2 separate regions of the Pan troglodytes genome follow, and region 2 is linked to region 1. Evidence: chromatin contacts called from public HiChIP or PLAC-seq data. All regions are on one chromosome and are shown on one strand. The core of a region is the stretch at or near the end of the contact, and the rest is flanking DNA. Distances in the headings are between cores, read along the strand shown.

Region 1 (5,984 bases), core at 1,220-3,719:
TTTCATGGAGCCGAAGTATACAGTGTTTCTAAAGTCCACCATGGTATACAGCAATGTCCTGGTTCTTCACATTCACTCACCAGTCACTGACTCACTCACAGCAATTTCCAGTCCTGCAAGCTCCATTCATGGTAAGTGCCCTACACAGGTGGACCATTTTAAATCTTTGATATGTATTTTTACTGTACCTTTTCTATGTTTAGATACACAAATACCATTGTGTTACATTTGTCTATACAGTATTTAAGGACAGTAACATGCTGTACAGGTGTGTAGCCTACCTAGAGGCAACAGGTTCTACCAAATAGCCTAGGTGTGTAGTAGGCTGTACCATCTGTTTAAGTAAACTCTTTGTTCACACAAAAGCCCTACTAACACATTTCTCAAACATATCCCTTTTGTTAAGTGACACATGTCTATATATCATTAGCTGGTCAAATACCTGAATCATGACATTCACTAGGGCTAAGTGGAAACAGGATGGGTTTCATTACCCTGGATAATGGCAATGACATCCCAAGGAAGGGGAGAGAATGGTCTTTAAGAAAGGAATTGTCAGTGCTATTAGTACATTAATAAATGCTTCTTTGAGTACAAAGGCCATAAAGGCAGACAGTAGGGTAATGAAACAGTTGAAGATATAAACACAACAAAGAAGCACTTTGTTGTTCTCTAACTCCGGTAGGAAAAACAAATCTAATTAACTTTGGTAAATACAATTGCTTTAATAATGTCAGAATTCTGACTGTCCATCAACCTCTATAGGTAGGAGAGATGACCCCATATAACTGGTGTTACCAGGGAGGAGGAACTTGATACTTAAAAATGATAAAAATTCATCTACCATGTATCTTTAAAAAAAAAAATAATTTTAGACTAATAAAGCAAATGTATCCCAGGGAGCAAAAGGGGTTCAGGTCACAAAATATTAGGGAAGTAGTAAAAATCTTTTTCTTTTTTTTTTTTTTTTGAGACGGAGTCTCACTCTGTCGCCCAGGCTGGAGTGCAGTGGCGCGATCTCGGCTCACTGCAAGCTCCGCCTCCTGGGTTCACGCTATTCTCCTGCCTCAGCCTCCCGAGTAGCTGGGATTACAGGCGCCCGCCACCACGCCCGGCTAATTTTTTGTATTTTTAGTAGAGACGGGTTTCACCGTGTTAGCCAGGATGGTCTCGATCTCCTGACCTCGTGATCCGCCCGCCTTGGCCTCCCAAAGTGCTGGGATTACAGGCGTGAGCCACGGCACCTGGCCAAAAATCTTTTTCTTTTAATAAAGACAATAGAACTATTCACTCAACAGGTATTTATTGGGTGCCTCCTGTGCATACAAGGTACTATGAAAACCAGGCACTATGAAGCCACCAATTAGGTTCAAGAATAAAGCAAGAGATGGTGTTTCTGACAAACTGACTTCAGTCGAAGTTTCACCTCTCATCATCTTGAACTGAGAAAAAAATGACTGAAAAGCAAAAGAGGAACCAGGAAGAGGGTGTTCCAAGGCTCCTTTGAAGATTAAGCCTCTATTTTATACTACAGTTAAAAAGTTTAATTCCAAAATAGACAAAGCTCTAACCAACAAAGAAGTCTGGAAAAACAAAATCTTTCTTAGCCAATCATTCTAAGCACTTCTTACACTCACATACAAGAGCCGGAGCGCCCTCCAAAAGGCATGACGCAGGGGTTTCTCAGCAATACCTCCTGCTCTTTGGTAATTAATCTCGCTTTAGATCAGGCCCCAACCGCCTCCTGGCGCCCACTAGATGCAAGGCCTGGGCTCAATGTTGTCGAAGGAGCTTGTTCTGTACGCAACCGCGACAGCATGGGAGGCAGAGAAGCCAATTTCTGTTTTATTTATTTGATCCTCAAGTTCAGGCAAACGAGGCCTCATGTGGGTGGAAGGCAGGGCTAAAGGGGGACAGTCGACTAGGGACAAACCCCAGTTTCTCCCAGATTCGGCCTGCTCATTTCCGACTGCACTTCCCCACACAGGGCTATGATGAGAAAAAATTCCCCTGAAACTCGTTTCCAAGGGGGGGTCCACCAAAGGTCACCCTCCACTCGCTCAGGCCGGAGGACACTGAAGCTGCTGCGAAAAGGAACACAAGGAGTTCCGCCGGGTCGGGGGCCTGACTCTGCAGCGCGGGGGGCGCCCAGGCAACGTTCTCTGACCCGTGTGGGGGTCGTGCCTTTCCCCGCCCCGGCCTGCTAGCTCCTCACCGCCCGTTCCTCCCAAGGCGGGCCTCGCGCACTTACCCCCGGTTAGGACCCTTAGGGATGAACCAAGGCACCAAGAAGCCGACGAAGCCCCAGAACACGCTCATCACAATAAGAGGCACAGTGAGGCCGTGATACGCCATGGTCGCCGCCTGAGCGCCAACCCCTACCCCGTCGCCTCACTCGGATCCCACCAGGAAGTGTCAATAGCTGACCGCGTGACCAGCGTGTGCAAGCCCCGCCTCCCGCGCCCCCACGTGACCCGCGCGGCGGCCTCCGCCCCTCGGGGAGCCCAGAGGCAGAGCCCCGCCTTCGCCTGGCTGTCTCCTTGCTGCAGCTCCTTGGAGGCATGTCGCTCACCCCAGAGCTAGGGATTCGGTCACCAGGGGCTCAGCAAAGTGTTCTGATGAGAACTTGGCCCTTTTAGACAAAGAGTGTAGTTATCTACAGCCTCATCTACTTATGCAACAGACATAGAGAACTTAACAATAGTTGTCTCTTACTATTCTGAATTCCCGTGTGCCTGGCACTGGGCCATGATCTTTAAGTTCATGAGCCCCAGGCCGGGTGCGGTGGCTCACGCCTGTAATCCCAGCACTTTGGGAGGCTGAGGCAGGCGGATCACTTGAGGTCAGGAGTTCGAGACCAGCCTGGCCAACATGGTGTAACCTTGTCTCTACTAAAAATACAAAAATTAGCTGGGTGTGGTGGTGCGCGCCTGTGGTCCCAGCTACTCAGGAGGCTGAGGCAGGAGAATCAATTGAACTCGGGAGGTGGAGGTTGCAGTGAGCCGAGATTGCGCCACTGCACTCCAGCCTGGGCAACAGAGCAACACTCTGTCTCAAAAGAAAAAAAAAAAAAAGTGCATGAACCCGTGTTGAACTCCTCACTTCAGCCTATGAGGTAATTGTAATTATTATCCCCACTTTGCAGTTGAAGAAACTGAGGCCCAGGGAAGAGGCTAAGGATCTTGCCCAAAGTCACATAGTAAGTGGCAGGGCCAGGATTCAACCCCTGATTATCTGATTTTCAAGGCCAGAGCTCTTAACTAGTGCACCACTATTTATCTTGTGTGCTGTGCCAGGCTCTGGAGTTACAGAAGTCAATCAGGCACCCCTGAGGGAGTTCACATTCTGGGGAGCAGATGACCTTGCAAACAGGCGACTCAATGCAATGTGAAAGTAAGTGGACGACCCTGCAAGGCTTTCTACCCAACTCGTCCTCGCTGAGCCTTGAAAGACAAGTAGAAATTAGCCAGAATAGTAAGAAGAAAAACAGGCCAGGCATGGTGGCTCACACCTGTAATCCCAGCACTTTGGGAGGCCGAGGCGGGCAGATCACCTGAGGTCAGTAGTTCAAGACTAGCCTGGGCAACCTGGTGAAATCCCATCTCTACTAAAAATACAAAAATTGGCCAGGTATGCACCTGTAGTCCCAGCCACTCAGGAGGCTGAGGAACAAGAACCGCTTGAACCCCTGGGAGGCAGAGGTTATAGTGAGCTGAGATCGCACCACTGCACTCCAGCCTTGGCGACAGAGTGAAACTCTGCCTCAAAAAAAAAAAAAAAAAGAAAGGTAAAACAGTTTTGTTTGTTTGTTTGTTTTTTGAGACAGGGCCTTGCTCTGTCACCCAGGCTGGAGTGCAGTGGTGCTCCATAGCTCACTGCTGCCTGGAACTCCTGGGCTCAAGCCATCCTTCTGCCTCAGCCTCCTGAGGAGCTGGGACTACAGGTGTGCACCACCACACCGGCTAATTTTTAAAATGTTTTGTAGAGACAGATCCTCACTATGTTGCCCCGGTGGGTCTTAAACTCCTGGCCTGAAGGGATCCTCCACCTCAGCCTCCCAAAGTGCCGGGATTACTGGCATAAGCCACCGTGCTGAGCTGATAAACAGGGCTTAGAACGCTTGCTGAGAATTTTCACATATGTTAGTTATAGTATGCGCCAAGCTTGGAATAGACAAGGAAGCCAGTTCTCAGAGAGGTTGAGGAGCTTGATGATAAAGCTTACAGGTGAAAGCAAGATAGAAAGCAGGTCTTTAAATGCAATGTGCTTTACCAGGGACCATGGTTTCCTTGCAGTAGCCACATTGCATTAACTCCTGATTTCTTTCATCAAGTAGAATGGATTCCTGTATTAAATGGGAAACTGGACCAATAATCTTCAACATCTGTACCAACTTTTCGGACATGATTCTAAGCCTTTAACCTAATCAGCAATGTAGAAAACTAGTTTGTCTCCTTTGTGCTCATAATGCTTCCCCAAAACTTAGCCCCAGCAGAAATCCTATGGTCCTTAAGTTCTAGCCCAAACACCGCCTTCTCCAAGACCCATTTCATCCTGTTAGCGCATCTCTTTGGCCTTGTTGTATATGTATCTTGACCAACCCTCTACTAGAGGGCCAACGCCTTGAGAATAGGCACTGTTTCACTGATCTTTGTTTCCGGGAGGACTTTATACATAGAATGTGCTCAATAAATAACTGTGCAACTGAATTGAGTAGCTAAGAAGGGATGAGGTCAGAACAAAATTAGAGAAAGAAGTTCATTTCTCCTTCCTTCCTTCCTTCCTTCCTCTCTCTCTTTCTTTCTTTTTTCTTTTTTTGATGGAATCTCGCTCTGTTGCCCAGGCTGGAGTGCAGTAGCATGACAATGGCTCGCTGCAACCTCCACTTCCCTGGTTGAAGCGATTCTCCTGCTGCAGCCTCCTGAGTAGCTGGGATTTACCAGCGCCCTCCACCACACCAGGCTATTTTTTTTTTTTTTTTTGTATTTTTAGGAGAGATGGGGTTTCACCATGTTGGCCAGGCTGGTCTCAAACTCCTGACCTCAAGTGATCCGCCCACCTCGGCCTCCCAAAGTGCTGGGATAATAGGAGTGAGCCACCGTGCCCAGCCCCTTTCTTTCTTTTTTTTGAGGCAGAGTCGTGCTCTGTCACCCAGGCTGGCGTATGGTGGTACAATCATAGCTTACTACTGCCTTGAACTCCTGGGCTCAAGGGATCTTCCCACCTCGGCCTCCATAGTAGCTAGGACTACAGGCGCATGCCACTGTGCTGGCCTAATTGTGTGTGTGCGTGTGTGTGCTTGTGTATGTGTGTGTGTGTATGTGTGTGTAGAGATGGGGTTTCACCATGTTGCCCAGGCTGGTCTCGAACTCCTGCCTCAAGGAATCCTCCTGCCTTGGCCTCCCAAAATGCTAGGATTACAGGTATGAGCTGCCGCAGTCAGGCCCTTTCCTTTTAAAAATGGTAAAATACAGGTAACATAAAAGTTACTACCTTAACCTTTTAATTTATTTTTATTAATTTATTTAGAGACAGGGTCTCGCTGTCATCCAGGTTGGTGTGGTCTTGGCTCACTGCAACATTCGCCTCCTGGGTTCAAACGATTCTCCTGCCTCAGCCTCCCAAGTAGCTGGGACTACAAGCATGCACCACCACACCCAGCTAATTTTTGTATTTTTAGTTGGAGACGGGGTTTTACCACGTTGCCCAGGCTGGTCTCAAACTCCTGACCTCAGGAGATTTGCCCGCCTTGGCCTCCCAAAGTGCTGGGATTACAGGCGTGAGCCACTGCGCCCAGCCCAGAACTTTTTCATATCCCTTAAACAACCACTTCTGGCCAGGTGCAGTAGTGAGACCCCCAACTCTATAAAAAATGTAAACAAAAAATTAGCTGGGCATGATGGTGCATGCCTGTAGTTCCAGCTACTGCGGAGGGTGAGGTGGGAGGATTGCTTGAGCCCAGGAGGTAAAGGCTGCAGTAAGCC
Region 2 (5,984 bases), core at 1,229-3,728, 160 kb before region 1:
GCAATGAAATGAAATGACACCATCCACACAGTGAGAGAGTTGGTTTAGACCAACTAATATTAACGTACTGACTATAATTCATCCTGATCTTTGCTGTTTACCTCTGCAACACAAGCAAAAACATTATCATTTACATTTTTCTCATTCCTTTTTAGATTAATGTTGAATTAATATAAAAGCCTAGAAAGAAACACAACTGCTTTGACCTAATTTTTAGTGCCTAAATTTTAACAAAACATTACCTGGCCAGTAGGAAACAGCTTAAAACAGCTTGTATGCCCAACAAGAATGGACATGCAAAAGTGATAGTATCACTTTAGAACCTTAGATCCTTCCAACTTGGAAGATCAGGATGTTTAAATATCTGGCATCATATGATGAGACTAACTTCTCCAGTGTGATTTTACAAACCATTAGTGATAAGTTAGAGTGTTTATATAGACATGTTTAAGGGCAGATTTAGAATCTGTTGCTGGACATTCAGAATTACTGGTGCCAGCTTTCACAGCAGGCTCTGGAGACAGACCAGGTGGATTCGAATCCTGGCTGTAGCAACTTATAAGCTGTGTAAAGTTACCTGGAAAGTTATTTAAATTCTCTGTGTCTGAGTTTCCTTATCACAACACTACTTACCTCACAGAACATCATAGATTATGTATGTATGTAAAGTACTTAGCAGAGCTGCTGGGAAACGGTAAGAATGCAATACATCCAGCTATAATCAGTCTTTCTCATCAGCAATGACAAGAACCCAAATGTTAGAAAGTGTACAGAAGAATGCCTAAGCAATTTAGATTATGTGAAAATGTAATTTCATTTGTATGAAACCTGTTTATTTTTCTATAATTGGCCCAGAAGTTTTGTAATGTATACACCAGAGAAGTGAAGTTCAAGAAGTTTTAAATATCTGCATCAAATTTCACTTTTTCTCTGGCTTATTCATTTAATCACACTTCTTTGCACCGTATTTGTTTATTCTGCATCTAATTTGGTTTATTCTGCATCTGGTTTATCTGGGGAGCCCTATTTTCCTGCACTTTTTGCCACACCTTGTTACAAACTCTGAGTCTACATCTAATGTTTAGTGACTTTGTTGAAAATGATTAGCTTTAAAAACCAAGGTTTAGGCCGGGCGCGGTGGCTCACGCCTGTAATCCCAGCAATTTGGGAGGCCGAGGCGGGCGGATCACGAGGTTAGGAGATCGAGACCATCCTGGCTAACACGGTGAAACCCCGTCTCTACTAAGCAAAACACAAAAATTAGCCGGGCATGGTGGCGGGTGCCTGTAGTCCCAGCTACTCAGGAGGCTGAGGCAGGAGAATGGCGTGAACCCGGGAGGCGGAGCTTGCCGTGAGTCGAGATCGCGCCACTGCGCTCCAGCCTGGGCGACAGAGCGAGACTCCGTCTCAAAAAAACAAAAACAAACAAACAAAAACAAGGTTTAAAACTCGGTTTCTTTTTGCTAAACTCATGGAACCGTGTCTACATTCCCAATTCTTGCCTAAGTCCACTCATTTATTTTACCTCTACCCTTAAATGACTTAAGGCGAAACACTTCATTTCCTATCTGTTCAAACGGGGTAACACTCTAAGATGTTATTCCTAGGTTGACTTTCCCAGTCCAGGTCCCAGTTTTGCCACTGACCCAGGTCTGCCTTCTAACCTAGGCCTTGGCGCCGTACTCGATTTCCTCAAGCATAAAAAAACAACTACGGTCCAGGTTACATTCGTTTCACCCAGTGCCTCCCGTGCCAGGTGGCCTTTGATGCCAGTGGAGCTGGCCAGCAGGGGTGGGGGGCTAGCTGCCTCCCGGACGCTACCAGAGGATGGTGAAGCAGCGTCAGAGGGCGGGGCCAAGCAGGGTGACAGGTAGGTTGTGAGGTAGTCAGGGGCGGGGCGACGACCAGGGCTGCAGGTGGAAGGGGCAAAGCCGAGCCCCGAAGCAGTAGCTGAGTCAGAGGTGGAGAACAGTGGGGTGCTCTGGGGATGGGAGATCCGGCGGCACCCGGAAAAAGGATCAAGGCCAGCAGTCACCGGGACACAACCAAATGGGGACCGGGCGGGTAGCCGACCATGGGGCGGAGCCTGTGGTCTGGGAAACCAAGTGGGGAAAGTTCGGGAGTGACACTGCCAAGCTCACAGACCAGCAGAGCTTGGGTTAGGGCTGCTGGAGCCCGGCAGGGGTCCCGGGAGAGTACCTGAATAAGCGCCTTCACCTCCAGGTCAAATTTGACAATCTCTTGGTTACAGATCCGGACGTGGACATCTTGGGGAGCCGCCATGTTGGGGACGCCGGCTACGGGCAGCGGCAGGACCCAAGTTCAAACGCGTTTTCGCACCGCCTTCTTTCCCTCCCCGCCCAGTCTCGGGGCAGCGCCCCCTAGAGACCGGCGAAAATGGCAAGCGAGGGTCGCTGCGCAGAGTTGGGACTTTCCCTGACACGTGTAGGGAAATCAGCCTCTCCTCTTGGTATGGCCCTAATAACATGGAGAGGAAGAGAAGAGGGAATATCAAGAACGCTTCACAGTGGTCTCTTTCCATCTTCCTTCTGTCAGGCATTCTAATAACTATATATTTTTTACATAGAAAAAAAAGACTGGAAGAAAAGTATCAATTGAGATGTCTCTGGAAAGTACAAGTAATAATTTTTTGTTTCTTCAAACTTTCTTATATTTTTAATATTTTCTACAGTGAGTATAAATTGTGGAGGAAAAGAGGAAATGATAAACGTCATGTATTTTTTAAAGTATGGAGTTCAAGGCAGGTCAGTAGAGTACCTCCTATCACTCCAACACATGATCTAAGGGATCTTTGTAAAACACGAAATTGATCAAGTCACCTACCTGTATGCAGCCCTTCTATGGCTTCTCGTGTTTCCCTTTTGTATACAACTGGATTTATTAAATCTACCTTGCTAAGGTAGTTTTGATGGAAATGTCAGAGCAAACCCTCAACAAATGGTGGCTCTTTTATTTTTGTTAGTAAATAATCCAAGTTTCTTAGCTGGTCCTCAAGGCCATCAGCCACTCCGGCCATCAGCCACCGCACCCTGCGCCCTTCCTGGATTGCTCAAGCTCTTTCTGGATGTGTAGCCTTAGAATGTGGTGTTCCCTCTCCCTAGAAAGCGTTTCCCCCACTCGACCCCACTCCAACTGCTTTTGTTCAGGTCACTTCAGCAAGCATAGATTGTGAGGACCTAAAGGCTTAGGACTTGAATGTTCATCTCTCTCTCTCTCTCTTTTTTTTTTTTTTTTTTTTTTTTTTTTTTTTTTTTTGTGGTGGAGTCTCGCTCTGTTGCCCAGGCTGGAGTGCAATGGCACAATCTTGGCTCACTGCAAACTCTACCTCCCAGGTTCAAGCAATTCTCCTGCCTCAGCCTCCTGAGTAGCTGGGATTACAGGTGCGTGCCACCATGCCCAGCTAATTTTTGTATTTTTCGTAGACACGGGGTTCACCATATTGGTCAGGTTGGTCTCGAACTGACCTCGTGATCCACCCGCCTCGGCCTCCCAAAGTGCTGGGATTACAGGCGTGAGCCACTGTGCCCGACCATGTTCATCTCTCTTAATCCTCACAACCACCCTTGAAATTGTACTACACTATTATCACAGATCAGGAGTAGGGCTTAGAGTAGATTAAAACAAAAAACAATCAACCCTGTCGCAAGATTACCTATCTTGAAAGTGGCAAAGCCTAGGCCGGGCACGGTGGCTCATGCCTGTAATCCCAGCACTTTGGGAGGCCGAGGCGGGTGGACCACGAGGTCAAGAGATCGAGATCATCCTGGCTAACACGGTGAAACCCCGTCTCTACTAAAAATACAAAAATTAGCCGGGCGTGGTGGCGGACGCCTGTAGTCCCAGCTACTTGGGAGGCTGAGGCAGGAGAATGGTGTGAACCCGGGAGGTGGAGCTTGCAGTGAGCCGATATCGCCCCACTGTACTACTCCAGCCTGGGCGACAGAGCAAGACTCCATCTCAAAAAAAAAAAGAAAAAAGAAAGAAAGTGGCACAGCCTCTACTGAAAGCCATCTTTTCCCCAAAAAATCAATATGGTCCCCACCTGTTGTAAGCGGGGCTCTGTGCTTGTCTGTGTCCCTACAGCCCTCTACACACCCTCTCGTAAGGTATTCATCACCCCACTGCACCTAATAGAGAGGCAGTGTATCACAGGCTTGGCATCTGCCTGGGCTCAAATCCTGTCCACCACACACTTTGCATGCCTGTGCCTCTGTCTCCTCGGAAGCTAACTGGTGATAATCAATTGCGCCTACTTCACAGGTTGGAGAATTAAATGAGATAATACATGAAAAGCACCAAGCACAGTGTGCTAATGTGGCATATAGTAAGATCTCAATGCCCGTTAGCTGCTGTTATTCTACTACTAGCCCACATTTTGGGAGCACTTCCTATGTGCCAGGAACTTTGTACTAAGCGCTTCATGTGTGTCTCGCTTAACTCTTACAACAACTCTGTGAGGTAAAAACGGGGCAGAGAGGAATAATGATTTGCCCAGAGCAAATGGAGTTGCTAGGTCAAAGGATATATGCATTTAAAAATTCTGACATATTACCAAATTGCTCTTCATAGGGATTATGTCAATCCATACTCCCTCCAGCAAAATGGCATAAATGCCTGTTTCCCGTGGCCTTGTCAACACGGTAGGTTAACAAACATTGGAAGTTTTGCCAATCTGATTAGGTAGAAATGCCTTCTTTAGTTTATGCTTTTCTGATCATGAAGGAGGCTGAGAAACTCTACCTATGCTTCAGAGTTATTTGCATTTATTCTATTGTCTGCTCATTGTTCTATTGGGTTGTTGGTTTTTTTCATATCCGTTTCCAGGAACTCTATATATTAGGAGGATTAGTCCTTAGAGATGAGTTTCAAAGCTTTTCTATTTTCATTTTTTCTTAAAGACATCTACAGCCTTAAAAAGTCTATAGAACTTTGATTTGGCTTATGGTTTTTGTTAATCTTGTTTTACACTGAATTTATCAATCTTCATTTATGATTCCTGGAATCGCGGTCCAAATTACAGGGATTTAAAGGGATTGCCCACATTTCCTTGTAGTGTTTTTATGGGTGGTTTTTTGTAGCTTTTTTTTTTTTTTACACTTAGATCATTATCTATTTTGAAATATATGTTGGCTTATGGTGTGAGATATAGACCCAATTTTACTTTTTCCGGAGGTTACTCAGTTATTCCAATACTATTTAATGAAGAGTCTACCTTTTGCTCACTGGTTCTGGATGCCATATTTGCCATACTAATTTGTCATATATATTTGAGTCTACTTTTAGACCTTCTATTCTGCTTGACTGGCCTATTCATGTATCAGAATTACAGTTTTAACTATTATGGTTTTATAATGACTTTTAGTATCTGCTAGGATTAAATAACTCTTCCCCTTGTCCCCTGCATCACTGCCCCCTCAGCCCCACTGCCTACCAGCATCTTCCAGCTATTTTATCCCTGTGTAAACTTTTTTTTTTTAACCCTCTTGGTGTGTTTTCTTAGGATGACATTTTTTAGCAATATTATATTTTTAATTTAACTTACCACTGTTAGTTCTATGTCACTGCTCCTGTGTAAGAACTTGGTGTATCTTTCAATTTATTCCAGTTTCCTTCTGTGTCCTTCACAGTACTTTCAAAGTTTTCTTTATCCTAGGCCTTGTATACATTTTCTGTTAAGTTTATTCCTGGTCATATTTTCAGGTTAAAACCTTTTAAAGAAACTGAGGTTCACTTTCTTCAGGTCACTCCAGTGTTTTGGATACTCACATAGAAGCTCCCTGTTTAGGACAGCAGAGAAGCCCCAAAGCCAGCGGTTGGCAGACCTGCGGACGTGCCCTTGGGACCCCGTTCACATCATGCTTCTTGTTGAATATTCATATGCAATCAACAGTCCCCAGTTGCATCTCTTATGCTGCAGCTAAAGAAGAAAACATAAGCTCCCTTTTTCTCTACCCTCCAATATA

What was found. HiChIP or PLAC-seq counts read pairs in DNA pulled down with a chosen protein or histone mark.
Region 2: a contact with region 1 is called in an H3K4me3 HiChIP or PLAC-seq map of stem cell-derived excitatory neurons, with 2.1 times the contacts expected there. The contact joins the promoter of BNIP1 here to the promoter of ATP6V0E1 in region 1. A contact is called at or near these places in 1 of 7 Hi-C or Micro-C datasets (stem cell-derived neural progenitor cells) and 1 of 1 datasets of contacts at active chromatin or transcription factors (stem cell-derived excitatory neurons).

What each region holds. Positions count from the first base shown.
Region 1 is chr4:170,643,348-170,649,331 of NHGRI_mPanTro3-v2.0_pri, reverse strand. It overlaps ATP6V0E1 (ATPase H+ transporting V0 subunit e1), which reads right to left and starts at 2,469. Exons shown (of 4, transcript XM_003310963.6): 1 at 2,252-2,469. The coding sequence starts at 2,355.
Region 2 is chr4:170,804,341-170,810,324 of NHGRI_mPanTro3-v2.0_pri, reverse strand. It overlaps BNIP1 (BCL2 interacting protein 1), which reads right to left and starts at 2,478. Exons shown (of 6, transcript XM_003310964.5): 1 at 2,200-2,478. The coding sequence starts at 2,283.